Regions from separate parts of the Danio rerio genome. Here region 1 is linked to region 2. The links are chromatin contacts, called in public Hi-C maps. All regions are on one chromosome and are shown on one strand. Each heading gives the region's core, a stretch centred on a gene start, on an enhancer-like site or on the middle of the called end of the contact. The rest is flanking DNA. Distances are from core to core; before and after follow the strand shown.

Region 1 (3,102 bases), core at 226-2,725, 350 kb after region 2:
ATATATGGCCAAAAGCATAACAAAATAATGCAGTGTTAAATTTTTCTAATATCGTGCAGCCTTATATAATATTTAGAATCTTTAATATTTAGAATATATATTATAGAATATTTAACATTAGTCATAATATTTTACTTTAAATCGTGAATATATATTACAATTTTTTTGTGAAATTGTTGCATAATATAATATTTGATTGATTTATGAAAATAAAATAATAAATTCACCTTAACATAATATTGAATTGAGCTACATTTTTTAAAATAAAATAAAAACATTGTGTAACAATTTAATTTTGCACACATTGTATATTATTACACGCTACACGTCACATGAAATGAATAAGAAAAAGCAGATGTGTCAACCAATCAGAGGCGGCCACACAATTCTTCTAACAAATCAGAGAGCTCCATGGATTCGTTTCTAACAACAACGCTCATGCTGGTCATATTCATTTCAGTGGGGATTGTACTGATCTTTTGTTCTGATTTGGAAATATGATATATGACAATAGGGACGCAAAACATCATCAATTTAGATATCTGTATTAAAGCTACGAATACTGTTCGCAAGACTAACCAAGTCGTCATTACACAATAGACCATTTTAACACCTATATTACCGAGTGAAGAAATTAGCATTGTTCAACACATGAAGCGTAACAATTACAACAAAAGCAGATTCCAGTTAAAATGACTTGTTAAAACGATCTCTGAATAAAATGGCTTACCTCGTAAGCAGCTCCAAGGTCTGCAAATTTGTCTTGGGCATTTGGGTCATCTTGGTTTCTGTCTGGATGAAGCTGCAATGCCAACTTTCTGTAGGCTTTCTTAATGTCTTTGACTGATGCTGATCTACTAACCCCTAGAATTTTGTAGAAATCCCTCCTGAAAACAAACAGGAATTCAGAAGTACGTTGAACCACACACCAATCCATTCATTAATTTAAGGATACTGATGAATAGAAACAGCCGTGGATACTGGTGTCTAATCATTTAACATCATGACCAAAAAAAGCAATACAATCAACAACACGAAGCTTCAGATATTCCTGGAATAAATATGACAGTTACATAAACATGCAGATTCACAGAGGAGTTGGCAGCTTCATTACAGCAATTATTAGTCGTTTTAAACAATAAGCGTCGAATTTTAAACAAAACAAAACAACAACCAGGGTGTTAAAACTCTGCATTGAAGTACAAGAAATAAAGGACATAATGTGAAGTCGTTTCTGGTGAGCTTCACTAGCACGATGCACGGACAGTGGCGTAGACCAATCACAGTGAAACATGTGTACCAGCCAGAGTACTGAGTTAGTGTAATGAACTAAACCCTAACGCGAAAACCATACGATATTCACTTACCCTGCAAATACGGTCAGTATCAAATATAAAAGCAGAAAACAGACACTCGACAATTTCATTCCTCTAATAGCCATGGGTCCTTGTTTCCTTCAGAAGTCCAGTAAAACACACCGGCTTTCTGTGATGTCTATCAAAAAGCCTCTTCCTGCTCTGTCACAAATCCCCGCCCAGGTTCAGAAAGGAAGTGTTATAAAAGTCAGTCGAAGCAAACATCGTTATATTGTATTAATTATATTATATTATATTATATTATATTATATTATATTATATTATATTATATTATATTATATTATATTATATTATATTATATTAGTAGCCCAAGCCATGTTGGCATTAAATGCAAGCAATATTTCAAATTCGACAACAAATCACACAAGAACAATTATTTAATATGATTTAAATATAACTTTAGTTTATATAAATACATTTAATTGACGTTAAACATGGTCTAATTTAAATAACTTTTATGTACTATATCCACAGATCTATGTAGAATTCTCTTCAGTATTTTAGCTCAGTGACTCTTTCACGTATATATGCAACTTTTATTTTGTCATGCACGTAACGTTAAGTTTACACTTCCGTATAGAAATGGCATCTTTGGACAGGGTGAAAGTGCTGGTTTTGGGAGATTCTGGTAATAAACATGATCAAAATAATCTATCGACCTTGTTTTGTGTTAACCTACTTAATATAATGTCAATGCACATTTATATTGTAACGTCATGTAATATTACACTCAAGCTAACGTTATGTGTTGGCTACCACATCATAGCTGAGACTGAAATATTATATTCGTTTTATTTATTAGTAGTCGTTGTTTAATTATTATTATCAAGATTCATTAATTTTGTGAAAAAGGGGGAACTTTATCTAATTGTATTTTTAATCGTAAAATAAATTATTATGAACATCAATAATCCTGTCCTGATCAGTGTTGTTTGTCTGTTTACAGGAGTAGGGAAGTCCTCTCTTGTACACCTTCTTTGCCAGAATCAGGTTTTGGGGAATCCCTCATGGACTGTGGGCTGCTCAGTGGACGTCAGGGTATAATGTCAATTAAAAGTGATTCATTTCAATTCACAAAGCTATGGAAAATGACAAAGTGAGTCTTGATTCTTTGGACAGGTTCATGACTACAGAGAAGGCACTCCAGAAGAGAAGGCTTTCTACATTGAACTCTGGGATGTTGGAGGATCTGTTGGCAGTGCCAGCAGTGTTAAAAGCACCAGAGCTGTGTTTTACAATTCAGTTAATGGTTAAGTATTAGTGTTCCCCTTTGAACACAATATATTTTATTACGAGAAACTTTTAAAATATATTGTTACAGTAAACTTGTCAGGCTAAATAATTCAAATGAATCTTGGACTTCTGCTGTCTTCATTAGTTTCAAAAACACAGATTTGATTACAATTTAAAACGGCATCATTTGAGATCTTTTCTGCTGGAGATACTGTTGTCCTAAAAAAATTAAAACGAAAATAAAACATCTTAAATATACAATAGGAACGGTATAGCAGAAAATTAGGGTGGTTTTAAAACCGCGACTTTTCCAAACCACAGTATACCTTGAAAACGGTTATTGTCCCATGCCTATTTAAATGTGCACCAGAGCTGTATGATAATATGAAAATATATGATGTTGTTGAGTATTGTAACAAAATTAATTGTGATTTAACATTTCCCAATGCAATTTTAATAATCTGTTTTAACAATTTTTCTGATCTAATTAAAT
Region 2 (3,220 bases), core at 176-2,675:
TTAATGCATGGCAGTCACACACAGAAAAAAATATCTGAACAAGGATAATATCTGAACAATCCCTAACCAGCAAGGGAAAAAAAGCCTTGTGTCGAGGTCACATGATACGGATGCCAAAAATTTGTCTTTGCACTCGCCGCCCCCTCCAATGCTTTACACTGGCCATTCATTCATTTTTTAAGCTAATTCTCCTCTTATTTGGTGTCCAAAATGTCAGCACCTCCCCTTAAAACATGTTCTGGAATATACGATATCATCACTTCATGGATCACATGGACACTTACAACAATGTTTCGTAAAATCAGAGTACCATGCATTTAAAAAAATGTTTAATATAACATTAGACTAACATTTTCAGTGTAATGTTATTTTGTATTTAATGTAAATACTAATGTTTAAACAATCGTGTCTTGTAAAGCCTGTAGTGAGTCCCTCTACTACCCCACGTGTGTTCAGGGCGTCACAAGGTCAAAATCACTCCGCGTCACGACACAGACGGAAATGATGCCTTTCATCTCCATGAGTTCACGTTATAAAGTTCCCTGGATATTCCTTTTGTTTAATCAAAATCAACCATAGTAGATTTTACACCGCTTAAATATTCCAAACATAAAAATATTTAATATTCGTAGGCCTCAATATAGCATAACTTGCAATAGTCAACTGAACACCTATAACCACTATTATACTGTCTTAAATTGCTTATAAAGCAACAGCTAAATTAAACACATGCATTACAGTTGTCAGCATAAGTGCATAACGTTATAATATGCAAAACACCCTGCTTACTATAAAGCCGGCTATTCTAATGGCTGCATCTGTCATCAAGGATAAATGTTAAAAAAAAATTAACTAATTGACAAGTCGTTCGACAAGAAACATGCACGATGCTACTTTATAACTCTGAGAAACAACGTGACAGTGTGTTACATGATTAACTTACATGCTACGATACGTCCCTGCCTGTTTGAGCTCACTGATTTCAATTATCTTTATATCAGCTTGGCATTAAAGAGCATTAAGCAATATATTGTGTTTATAGGCTTTTATGGATGAGGATAATGCTGAGTGACTTACTGCAGAGTGATCTGGAGGTGAATGAAGGGATGCGCGTGTCCGTCAGCGGAGCAGGCTGAATGATATAAGAGGAGCCGCTTTAGAGCCGCTGCAGTTCCACTCGACGCACATGTGTTCTTCATCCGGGTAACCTCCCCCGCAGCCCTGACATCTGCATAACTCAATACTCTCACATTCTATGTATGCGTTATGCTTTTTTTAAAACATACGCTTTCAGCAACTTTTGTCTCAATAATAATTGACGTATTTTGACGACAGTGGGAGAAAATGTGAACAAAATGTATCATTAATATCTATTAAATCGGTGTTATGCTCGTTCCGGGGCTTTAAGTTCGAGAAATTTCGCAGATTCTATTGGAGAAAAATAGACGTCAGAGGTCAAGATTGTGCAACCAGAAATGGTATTGCGTTTTGCAAATTTCGTTGTTTTTTTTGTTAAAGGTCTAATATTATAACCTTTTCTTATAGATTATCTACATATTAAGTCAATATATGTGTATTTATATTATATAATTACAATACTTTATTATTAATAATATTAGTATTATGTAGAAAGCTCAAGATAGCTTTTAAAAATGCATTTGAGTTGAGTTATTTGTCAATTTTATCTTTTAAAAATAAAAATCATCTATATTAAATGTGTTTGAATAACGTGAAATTTTGTACTGAAGCAGCACATGTATTATTCATTTAAATATTGTGCAAGTTATAAATGCTGTAACAATCAGATAAAAATTTCTCCTTTGTTACGAAACAACAAAAAAAGAGTCAAATGTCTTTATGTAAGGTTTGGGAGATCGAGGAATATTCTAGATTGCAGGTCTGGGGTCGGTAGGGATTGTCTTGTGGCGCATGCGCAGTGCCCTTCCAGACATTTCTTCTTCACGTGGATCGCAGGAGTGAAGTGGTCCAGTGTGACGGTCTCTTGCTGCTCTGTCGGACGCGGTTTTCTTAAAGATCAGCTAAAATGGTAAGACGCGTAAGATAATTAATCCAACTACTCCGTCTGAATGAGATGTTACTATGTTGTGTTGAATTGTTTCGCGTGATGTTTTATAACTCCCCATCAACTGCGACTGCAAGGTCACGGTTAGTAATGCAGTCGTGCCCAGATTCAATGTGTAAAAATGATTTGATGCTGAAGTTGTTAGTTAATATGGGCACGTGAAGTGTGGGTGAAAGGTTGGTTTATGTCAATAAGGTTCAGAGCTAACCCGATGTATTTAATGAATAATTTTGCTAACAGCTGGTTTATACACCAGCGTAACATTTTGGTATAACGTTAACGTTAGATGTGTAAATGGGGTTTTAATAGTGTTAATGTTACACGATAAAAAAAATGCACCTGACATTTTGTGTTATAAATACTTAACGTGTTAAGAGTGTTTTTCTTGTATATCCGTCACACATTGTGTAAAATTGACTTAATTTTCGTTATAATAACTTAATAATTCACGTTGTGGAAACACTCAGGCTCAAAGATCAGTACAGCCAATAGTGTTTCAGCTAGACATGAACTTCCGGGTCATTTTGAATAGAGGCGAACGCATGTGCATTATGATGGACACTGCTGTAACTACTTTGTATTTTATTGAGACAGATATATATTTTTAAATGCAGGGTAATGCTTTTATTTGTGCATATTTAAGAGAAAGTTTACCCAAAAATGAAATGTACTTTTACTCAGTCCTGAAGAGGTTCTATATCTTTGAGCGTTTTTTTCTGTTAAAAAGATAAGATATTTAGAAAAATGTTGGAAACCGGTAGCCGTTAACATCCATTAAAAATATATATATAAAAGTAAGTCAATAACTACCGGTTTCCAATAGCATGCTAAGTGATGTGCGTATTTTATTTTCTACTAGATAGTAATCGAGTCATTTGTGCCACGACTTGTGAGTTATAAATTTGCCTTGTAGTTTGCGGCCAGGTGAAACTGATTTACTCTAGAATCTTCTACACGCTTGTCTGTTCTGCCTTCAGGGTTCAGGGTTTATCATGTTGCCTGTCCTTTTGTCCTTCAGCAGTATGGTAAACATTTACAAAACCTCCAAAACTTTTTCCTCCCCCACACTAACCCTCAACATCTCCTGTCCCATCAACCCTCCCTCACACACGACCTTCTCCCAAGGTCACACACATC

Evidence for each region. A called contact is a pair of places that touch in the nucleus more often than the background predicts.
Region 1: a contact with region 2 is called in a Hi-C map of hematopoietic stem cells, with 2.3 times the contacts expected there. The contact joins the promoter of dnajb11 here to the promoter of hspe1 in region 2. A contact is called at or near these places in 2 of 18 Hi-C or Micro-C datasets (caudal fin and hematopoietic stem cells).

Annotation. Positions count from the first base shown.
Region 1 is chr9:34,332,159-34,335,260 of GRCz12tu, forward strand. It overlaps dnajb11 (DnaJ heat shock protein family (Hsp40) member B11), which reads right to left and starts at 1,476. Exons shown (of 11, transcript NM_198821.1): 1 at 1,368-1,476; 2 at 731-887. The coding sequence starts at 1,441. It overlaps rabl3 (RAB, member of RAS oncogene family-like 3), which reads left to right and starts at 1,957. Exons shown (of 8, transcript NM_205733.1): 1 at 1,957-2,004; 2 at 2,323-2,414; 3 at 2,496-2,625. The coding sequence starts at 1,959.
Region 2 is chr9:33,979,734-33,982,953 of GRCz12tu, forward strand. It overlaps hspe1 (heat shock 10 protein 1), which reads left to right and starts at 1,426. Exons shown (of 5, transcript NM_131526.2): 1 at 1,426-1,478; 2 at 1,865-2,047. The coding sequence starts at 2,045. It overlaps hspd1 (heat shock 60 protein 1), which reads right to left and starts at 1,125. Exons shown (of 11, transcript NM_181330.3): 1 at 1,078-1,125.